2 separate regions of the Ovis aries genome follow, and region 2 is linked to region 1. Evidence: chromatin contacts called from public Hi-C data. All regions are on one chromosome and are shown on one strand. Each heading gives the region's core, a stretch centred on a gene start, on an enhancer-like site or on the middle of the called end of the contact. The rest is flanking DNA. Distances are from core to core; before and after follow the strand shown.

Evidence for each region. Hi-C and Micro-C count contacts between places; a contact is called where the count stands out from the background.
Region 2: a Hi-C map of tail adipose tissue shows a contact between it and region 1, with 5 times the contacts expected there. The contact joins the promoter of ADCK2 here to the promoter of MKRN1 in region 1. A contact is called at or near these places in 11 of 16 Hi-C or Micro-C datasets (blood, hypothalamus, liver and 3 more).

What each region holds. Positions count from the first base shown.
Region 1 is chr4:105,267,542-105,272,469 of ARS-UI_Ramb_v3.0, forward strand. It overlaps MKRN1 (makorin ring finger protein 1), which reads right to left and starts at 2,043. Exons shown (of 8, transcript XM_027968873.2): 1 at 1,677-2,043. The coding sequence starts at 1,879. It overlaps LOC121819439 (a long non-coding RNA gene), which reads left to right and starts at 2,056. Exons shown (of 2, transcript XR_006059709.2): 1 at 2,056-2,160; 2 at 2,501-3,018.
Region 2 is chr4:105,416,076-105,420,809 of ARS-UI_Ramb_v3.0, forward strand. ADCK2 (aarF domain containing kinase 2) reads left to right here and starts at 2,742. Exons shown (of 8, transcript XM_004008109.5): 1 at 2,742-4,344. The coding sequence starts at 3,412. LOC132659768 (a long non-coding RNA gene) reads right to left here and starts at 2,704. Exons shown (of 3, transcript XR_009600546.1): 1 at 2,501-2,704; 2 at 1,901-2,127.

The DNA of each region.
Region 1 (4,928 bases), core at 793-3,292:
AAGATTTAAAGGTAGGCAAAGAGGAATTCATTAGTCTAGTGAGCTGTTTTGAATTCTAATGACACTGATAAGGAACTAGAAAAGGGGAAGTAGATCAGGGAAAAGTTTCTAACAGAGAGGAAAGTAAAGCGCAGAAGTGACAATGCATTCTCTGCAGACATGAGTTGAGCTCACACACAGACACAACAGGATAATAATGAGACAAGCAACATAAAGTAATGTCAAGCTAGTGATGGGTATTCAAAGCCAAACAATAACTGAGATTAGAGTCGGTGTGTATTGATAAAATTAAGGCCCTGCATGGAGTTCTTAAAGAATCCACATATTGATTATTCTCAGTGCATGCAGACAGATTGGAACTGCAGGGTAAAAGGCTAGAAAATTCAAGAATATAAAGGTTACACTAGTTTATTTTAAAAGATTCAGCTAGCACATATAAATCAATTGCAGCACTGCAGAGAAAACAAATAACAGACTCAAAGATCTGGTTCCATGAATAGAAATTTTTAAATTCTCATTCTTTGGGATACTGCACAAGTATTCTCAGATCTACAGATAACTGAAAAAAGCTACCTGAAACAGCTTTTATGCTTTCTCTATCCCGTTATTGAAAATAATTAAGCTTACCATTCATGTCTTAAATTTATCATATTAAGCACTGAGAACGCTTCACCCCTGTTAATACCAGGACAGTGAGTTCTGTATATTAAAAATATTTTCAAGTATTGATATCTGGATATAAACTACCCCACCTAGGTGAATAACGGCGTTTCAACTGATTTTTTCAACCGACAGAAAAACAAAAGCTTCTAGTCGCTTACTGATCACTTAAGAAAAAAACTCAAGTACGACATCCAATTAAATGCCCTTATCTTAGACGCACAGCCACATGTCCGCATAACCGTCCTCTACTAATCACTTATTTTTTTCAAATATGTTCATCTGACATCCCAAACCCAAAACAAAATCCGTCTCCCTGCGGAGCGACAAGCTCCCCGACTCCCTTAAGACGCGTGGACTTGAAAACAAGACACCTTCCAGCCGGGGGAGAACGGGAATGCCAGTTCGTAACACCTACAGCGGTGGAGAAGACCCCCCGGGCCGGCACTAGGTTCGGAGACAAAGCTCAGAACCGCCCAGCCCGGTAACACACAAGAGTAGAAATCACAAAAGCTCCCCGCTCCGGGCGGGGCCCGAGAGACCCGGGAAGACGTTACAAACGGATGACACGGCTGCGGGGCCGGCGGCCGGGCCCCTCTTCTCGCCCGCGGGCCCGCGGCGGCGATCATCGGCCCGGCAGGACTGCGGGGAGGCGGGCTCCGGGCCACACCGCCAAACCCCCTTTTGGAACCGGCGAGCTCGCAGGCCGGGGGTTGGGATGGGGGGATCGGCGACAATAAAAGGAAGGAGGAGTCAGCCCACCTCTCTCCCCGCGCGCGCCGCGCCGCTCGGCCCGGTGCGGGGAGGCGGCGGGCAGTGCGGCGGCTCCGCAGCGGGGCCGCGCGCCCGGGCCTCGGCGGCCGGCGGGGGTTGACGCAGCGCGGCGACCGCAACGCCGGCTCGGCTCCCACCTCTGCCCGCCCCCGCCCGGCCGCCCGGCCGCCCGGCCGCCCGCCCCCTTCCTCCGCGGTCTCGGTCCCCTCCCCGCGCCCGGCGCCGGCCGCTCTGCGTCTCACCTGCAGGTGACCTGCTTAGTCCAGCCGCCGCCGCCGCCGCCGCCGCCGCCGCCGCCGTCGCTGCCGCCTCCCCCGCCCCCCGCCCCCGGGGACAGCGAGGTGACTGCGGGGATAGGGGTGGGGGAGGCCGCTGCCGCCGCCGCCGCTGCCGCTCCTGCTCCTGATGGTGTGGCTGTTGTTCCGGGAGCTGCAGCCTCCGCCATTACTGTTTATCCCACACAGCAATGGCGCCGGAACTTCCGGGATCACATAATTCCGGTCCGGCCGCGGCGAGGAGAAGGCGGCCAGGCGACGGGTGGGGAGGGGAAGGACACTGAGGCGCCCGCTCGCTCGCCTCGGCCCCGGCGTCGCGTCGACGAGCGCTCTCGCCGGTCGAACTGCGGGGCCGGGGCCGAAGCAAACCCCGGCCCGCCCCCAGCGCCCTCTGATTGGTGGACGGGTCGGCTCCGCCCGGGAGGGGCGGGGCGAGGGCGGGCTCCCCCAGGTGAGCGCCCACCCCCGCCCCACCTACTGCCCCCAGGTTCCACGCCTAGGGAACCACAGTCCTTATTTCAAGGGCACTCAGCTCAAGGAGTCCTTCCCAGCAGAGGCTGGTGCAGTGGAGAGGTGCAACTGGGATTGGGGTTGGGGGGTCCTGGGTTTGAATCCAGACTTTCCTGTCTCTACTAGTTAACATAACTGTACGAACTTGGCCCGGATACCCATTCTCTCTAGCCTCAGTTTCCTTATCCTAGTAGGCTTTATAAGTGTGGCAATTCACTGAGCTTTTAGTGCCTGGCCAGACTAAACACTTAACAAATGTTCTCTCCTGTTCTTCCCGTTAGCGGTGTGATCTCTCAACCCAAGAGAAGAGCAACGTGGCTAAGCAGCGGCTGTGCAGTCCTTGTCTCCCTTAACCTCTGGCCATCTCTCATTCCTAACTACGTAGTTTTGAGCCAGTTAACTTAGTGTTCCTCCTCCCCTCTGTAAAATAAAAAATAATTTAAAAATGATAACAGGACCTACTCCCCAGAGAGTCTTCCCTGGTGGCTCAGATGGTAAAGAATCCTGCAATGGAGAAAACCTGGCTTCGGTCCCTGGGTTGGGAAGATCCCCTGAAGGAGGGCATGGCAAACCTCTCCACTATTCTTGCTGAGAGAATCCGAATGGACAGGAGCCTGACGGGCCACAGTCCATAGGGTCGCAAAGAGTCCGACGCGGCTGAGCCACTAAGCACACCTCTCTGAAGCACAACATCTCTGAAGATGGCTGTGAAACTTATTAAAGTTCAAGTAAAACCCTTAACAGTGTGCTTCACACTACAATTTTAATAGATATTGAACAATAAAAGCTGTCTGAAATATCCCAGCTTCAAAGAGTTATTTCTAAAACTAGGAAAATTAAAAAGTATTTACTCTTACCTCCCCGTTAATGCCCCCGGTCCACTCAGATGCTGCATACTAAATCCTGACCGGTTTTCATAAGCCCTTAAATTTGCTTTTTCATATAATCTCTTTACTCTGAGAAAGTGAAAATCCATCCCACTGATAATCAGACCACAATGTACCCAACAGACACAAACAAGGACAGTGGCAAAGCCAACAAAAAACAATGTTTCCCTCAAGGCCACAGCATGGCTGCAAAATGACTGACAATTCCCTTCTGAGAAAATGCAGCATTTTTACTAATGACTTGCCCAGCCCCGCTTCATTTCTCCCTCCATTACCAAGTCCAAGCTCAATCTGCTTGCTGATGACAGGCCAATAAACTGAGAGATGAGGTGTGGAGGCCAGGAATAGGAAAGTATCACCTGTGTACCACGGTGATCGCAGACTAGGTCCCTGAAACACCATCCTATGGGGGCCAGGATGCCAGTTTCCTTTATAGAACAGAGAGAGACAAGAGGTGAGGAAGTAAAGTAGCTTTATCTTGCAAAATAGGAGGGGCTGTGTTAATCACTTTTTTTCTTGCAGCCATTGACAGGTGGGCATGGTCAGATTGTCTCCCAGTGAGTGGAACAAAGCCACTTTAGTTTACCTTTCAGCAGAGGGCAGGGTTCCCTGAGGCAGGCTATAATGTATGATTATAATAAGAGCAATGACAAGGTTTAAATCAAAGAATCAGATCCAACATGGAGTCAGACTTGGCTCTTCCCTGTTACCTGAGCACGCAAAGATTTATAAGATACCCAGTTCCTACACTGCTGCACCTCACAACAGCACCCAGCCCAGAGCTGGTCCCTCCATCTGCTTGTGCTGTTATCCAAAAAGAGCTTCTATCCTGTGAGAAGCCCCTCCCTACTCCCTTTTCCAAGATGCCCACCTTCCTCCCCTATGTGGTCTCCCCTGCTGCAGCAAGTTAACCTCTTTGTTGGACTACAGGTGTGTTCCTGGTAGTTTTTATCTGTTAGGGTTCACCTGTTAAGTAACATTTTTCTTGGGGGGGGGGCACATACTGCACTGCCTGAGGGATCTTAGTTCCCCCACCAGGAATTGAACCTGTGCCCCTACAGTGCAATTGCAGATTCTTAACTACTGCCCTGCCAGGGAAGTCTTTGCTCTATTTTTTATTGCATAGTTTTCACCTTCTAATTACTGTAGAATTTGCCTTTTTTTTGTCTTGTTTTTTTTTGTTTGTTTGTTTGTTTGTTTTGGTCTGTTTCTCCTAGCTAGAATATAAGCTCTGTAAATCCAGAGATCTTTGCCTATTTTGTTCTGCTATATCACAAGTCTCTAGAACTGTGTGCAGCATATAGTAGTTGCTCAATAAAATGTTTGGGCTATGCGTGAAAGACTTCTCTGATGTTAGAAAAGTTACCACGCCTTGTTTCACCATCTATACCAATAGGAATAATGATGTTTTGTCTTATAGGGAAACAAAACAGTCATTTCTTTCTCTGGGAGAACATTTTAGCACAAGGGCAATCCATGCATTTCTTCAAACACAAAACATTTATCAGTGAGTCTGCTGAGCCAGTGCTACCCAAACAGGTGATATAGGAATTATGAGCAAGTTTTAGCGCTTGAACATAGTAGCCATGTGACACTGGGCAAATTCCTGTCTTAATTAAGGCAGCTGAAGGAAGTCTAGTAGTACACCTTCCTTGTAAGTATTTAGTGAGTTTAAATACAGATATATATGGCTCAAGGAACAGTCCTGGATGTAGTAACCGCTAGGTAAGTATTTTCTATTGTTTTCATTGATGCTGTTATATGATAGCAAAAAGGGTTGCCAGATTTAGCAAATAAAAATACAGGATGTTCAGTTAAATTT
Region 2 (4,734 bases), core at 1,492-3,991, 150 kb after region 1:
CTTAGCTTGGAGGATTTTGAGCATGACCTTGCTAGCATGTGAAGTGAGCGTAATTGTGGGGTCCTTTGAACATTCTTTGGCATTGCCTTTCTTTGGGATTGGGATGAAACCTGACCTTTTCCAGTCCTGTGGCCACTGCTGAGTTTTCCAAATTTTCTGGCATATTGAGTGCAGCACTTTTACAGCATCATCTTTTAGGATCTGCAGTAGTTCAGCTACGATTCCATCATCTCCATTAACTTTATTTGTAGTGATGCTTCCTAAGGCCCATTTGACTTCACACTCCAGGATGTTTGGCTCTAGGTGAGTGAGCACACCATCGTGGTCATCTGGGTCATTAAAATCTTTTGTATAGTTCTTCTGTGTATTCTTGCCACCTCTTTTTAATATCCACTGCTTCTGTTAGGTCCATACTATTTCTGTCCTTTATCGTGCCTATCTTTGCATGAAATGTTCCTTTGGTACCTCTAATTTTCTTGAGGAGATCTCTAGTCTTTCCCATTCTATTGTTTTCCTCTATTTCTTTGTATTGATCACTAAAGAAGGCTTTCTTACCTCTCCTTGCTATTCTTTGGACCTCTGCATTCAGATGGATATATCTTTCTTTTTCCCCTTTGCCTTTTGCTTCTCTTCTTTTCTCAACTATTTGTAAGACCTTCTCAGATAATCATTTTGCCTTTCTGTATTTCTTTTTCTTGAGGATGGTTTTGATCACCACCTCCTGTATAATGTTATGAACCTCCATCCATAGTTTCTCAGGCACTGTCTATCAGATCTAATCCCTTAATCTATTTGTCACTTCCTGTGTATAATCCTAAGGGATTTGATTTAGGCCATACCTGAATGGTGTAGTGGTTTTCCTTACTTTTTTCAATTTAAGTCTGAATTTTGCAATAAGGAGTTCATGATCTGAGCCACAGTCAACTCCCGGTCTTGTTTTTGCTGACTGTATAGAGCTTCTCCATCTTCAGCTGCAAAGAATATAATCAATCTGATTTCAGTATTGACCATCTGGCGACGTCCATGTGTAGTGTCATCTCTTGTGTTGTTGGAAGGTGTTTGCTATGACCAGTGGATTCTCTTGGCAAAATTCTTATTAGCCTTTGCCCCATTTCATTTTGTACTCTGAAGCTTGGAGGGTATAGTTAATGGCTGGCCATACTTAAAACCAGCGGAGTTAGGTATGACTTCTGTCTTGGGAACTTCAAAAAGGGTCTGCACATCTTGGGAAATGGGAGTTGGATTGTTAGCCTGCAGTGCAAGAGTCACCAAGTTTTCCCGCAGTCCTTAGGCTGTGAGTGGCAGTCACACTTCCAGCAGCAGGCATGGGCCACGTCTCCAGGGTCTTTCCACTTGTGAGTCCCTGGCAGACTTCTCTGGAAGGCTGTCACCCACGTAGAGATAAAGGGTCGTGAATGTAGAGGTGACTGTGGTACCCCAGCGCAGTCAGCCTCCAAGCCCCAAACAGCAGAGCAGATGCCCACTGGCCTTCCCTGGCTGTCCTGACTGATTTCCAAGCTCTGCTCTGCTCCTCTTTGCTTTCTAGGGCTATCTGGCCTTCTCTGGTTCTTCACAGTTTAAAAAAACTCCCTCAGAACCTCACAGCAAACATCTTCCTATTTGGGGGCTTAATTCTTTTTGCGGCTGAACACCCTCCCACCCGTACCACCCTCCCCTCTTCTCCCAAATAGCTGCCATCCTGGGGGGTTCTCCTTGTTGCCCAAATCTTGGCTCTGTGCACCAGTGCCAAACAGAAATATGGAGACAGAGTTATGGAGGAGAAGGAAAGAGCGGCTTTATTCATTCGCCAGACAAAGGGGGAACACAGTAGGCTAGTGCCTCAAGAACTGTGCCCCCCTCCCTGGTAAAGAGGGAGGGGTTATATAGTCTGGCAAGGTACCTGAGAAGGATCAAGACGGTAACAGTCTTGCATTCTTCTTCTGCAAAGTTTCAAAAGGGTGAGGTTGCTGACAAGGTTAGGGTGTGCAGCGGCTTGGATGGTTAGGTCTCCTAATTCTTGAATACCCTTTAATCGTGCCTCAGGTGGTTTCCTGGCTGCTCCTCCCTTGATTAGCAACTGTTCTGCCCTTTGGGACTCAGAGAAGGTCATGGAGGCTGGAGTCTTGCCTACAAGAAATGGGGGACAAAGAGACCTTCGTGTCCAGGAGCCCCGCAGGGCCCAGCTCGGCATCGTCCGCATTGTTCCCTTCTTTCATGGTGAGATCTTCCTCAAAAGTGATGAGCCTGCAAGGTCAGGATGTGTGTTTCCATGTTCCCAGGACCTCGCACGGTAGATATTATTGAGCCTCGATAAATATTAGATGGAGTTTAAGAAATATAGACTTGGTTGAATGAATGATCACTCTTTCCGGAGCCACAGCCCCGGGTTCAAACACGTTCCCCAAATCAGGGCAGCCTGGGAATCCCGCCGTCCAAGGACAACACCCCCCACCCAGCTCCTCCCACCACCCTCCCGATCCCGCTCAACTGAAAACCAGACCTTGTTCAGGAACCGGCTATCAATATCCCCGGCATTCCCGCGTTTCCACGCTGTTTGTAAGGAAAGCTACAATGTCATTGGAGAGACAGAGGCACAGTGGAGAGACCGGGTGTGGAGGGCGCGTTTGGCGTTAATTCTATTTGTGGGACCCCAGGACCCGAGGGCCGGGTGAATCTCTGCCGGAGTCTGGGTCGCGTTCGCTTTAAAGGGGCGGTTCCCGAGCCGGCGGGCGGGCGGTCCCGGAAGACGCGCGTCGCGCGGCCTGGGCGTCGGGATCCCTGCTCCCCGGCCCCCCCGGGTCCGGATCCCCGGTCCTCGGACCCCCGGCCCCTCCGAGTCCCTATCTCCGGTACTCCGCTCCGCGACCCTCCGCTCCCCTTCCCCGCCCCTGGCGCCCAGACCTCCACTGCCCTTGGGACCTCGGCTCTCTGGAGCCCCCACCCGACTCCTCCCCACCGCGCGCTCGCTGCCTTGGTCCTCGACCGTTCGCGCTGCCCCCGCCCCCGGCCCCAGCTCTCCACCCCTCGCCTTATCTGGTTCTTCCTCACCCCCATCAGGCTCTCCGCACCGCGGCCCTCCGATCGGTCCCCCTCGCGCCCCTCTCCGCGCAGCCCTGCTGCGTCCTGGCCCTCGGCGGGTGCACTCTGGCGCCGGCGGGCGTGCGCGGTGACCCTGCGGTCGCCCGGCTCCGTCTCCGCCCGCGCGGCCACCTCGCGCAGGTCACGTCCCTGTCCTGGGGACTGCACACGGGCGGCCAGGTCTGCGCGCCCCCTTCATCTCGCTGCTGCCCCGCTCTTAAACGGAATACTCGGCGGAGGCCCGGACTCATGTCGTCCTTGCGGAAAGAAGGAACATAGATGGGCCCTCCTTAAGTGGAGGCAGGCAGCCGAGGCCGTGACCTCTGGGAGAGGATGGTGACCCCCTGGCGCTTCTCTCTCAGGGTCTGCTTGGCGCACTTGAGAGGTTTTGCGCTCAGAAAGGAACTCGGCCTTCTGAGACCCTCTGGGGGCTGTCGCAAGGCTAGACTCTGTTGGCTTCTGCTTGGCACTTTGCCCAAACTCGTCTCCACCTGTGAGGACATTGGCAAGGGGGCTCCGGAGAGCGTACGTCGACAGACCACCAGTTGGAGTGACCTGGCTGAAAATGGGCCGCTGGAAAGAGTCCCTACGGAGGGGCGGCTGGGCTGGCTCCTCCTGCACGTGCGCATCTGGCTCAGAGCAGGGGCTCTCTTGGTGAAATTCTTCCCCCTCCTCCTACTCTATCCCCTCACCTATCTGGCTCCCAGTGTCTCCAGTCTCTGGCTCCACCTGCTTCTGAAAGCCACCGAGACCTCGGGCCCCACCTACATCAAGTTGGGCCAATGGGCCAGCACCCGGCGGGATCTCTTCTCAGAGGCGTTCTGCGCCCAGTTCTCCAGGCTGCACGTCCAGGTGTCGCCCCATCCTTGGACTCACACCGAACACTTCCTGCGCCAGGCCTTTGGGGAGGACTGGGAGAGGGTCCTCTTCTTTGAGAAGCAGGAGCCAGTGGGTTCCGGCTGCGTGGCCCAAGTGTACAAAGCGCGAGCCAATCCTGCCTTCCTGGAGAACGACAGCATCCAGAGACTGGCTACGGCCTCCAAACTGCAGCTCTCCTCGGAAACTGGGGCAGCTGGGGGGCTGGGCGAGCTCTCTGGACGCCTGGAGAAGGCGGGGAGGCCTCAAGAGAGTCTTGCCGACCAGTCGTTTGTAGAAAGGCTGCTCTTCCCTAAAGCGGACCTGGTTGGATCCAATGCATCCTTGTCTCAGGCTTCAGGGACCGCCCATGAACAGGAGCCAGATCACCTCGTCCCCGTGGCCGTGAAAGTAAGTGTTCTGATGTTTGCAGCCAGGCCCTCCCATCTCTAAAACCTCACCAACTCCACGGGGCTACCCAGGTCAGGATACAACCCTTTGCAAATTACCCCATGGTGCCTTCCGTTGATTTCTTTCAGCTTGACCATTATCTGAGTACCTGTGACACACAAGCTGTTTGATTTCTTGGCTTGAAGGAGAGTGATGCGAATGGCCTGAAAAAGGAAGATGAAGAGGCTGTGGAGTTGGCTGTCTCTGCGGGGGGAGGACCCATCATCCATCCGGCTGACCTCTTGGCTCTGGGGTCAGGATAAATGGGAGACAGACTAGGTTAGGTGTTACTGTGGCAAATCCAAGAGGGCAGCGTTCATTTTTACAACATCAGCTTCCTTCTCGGTTCAT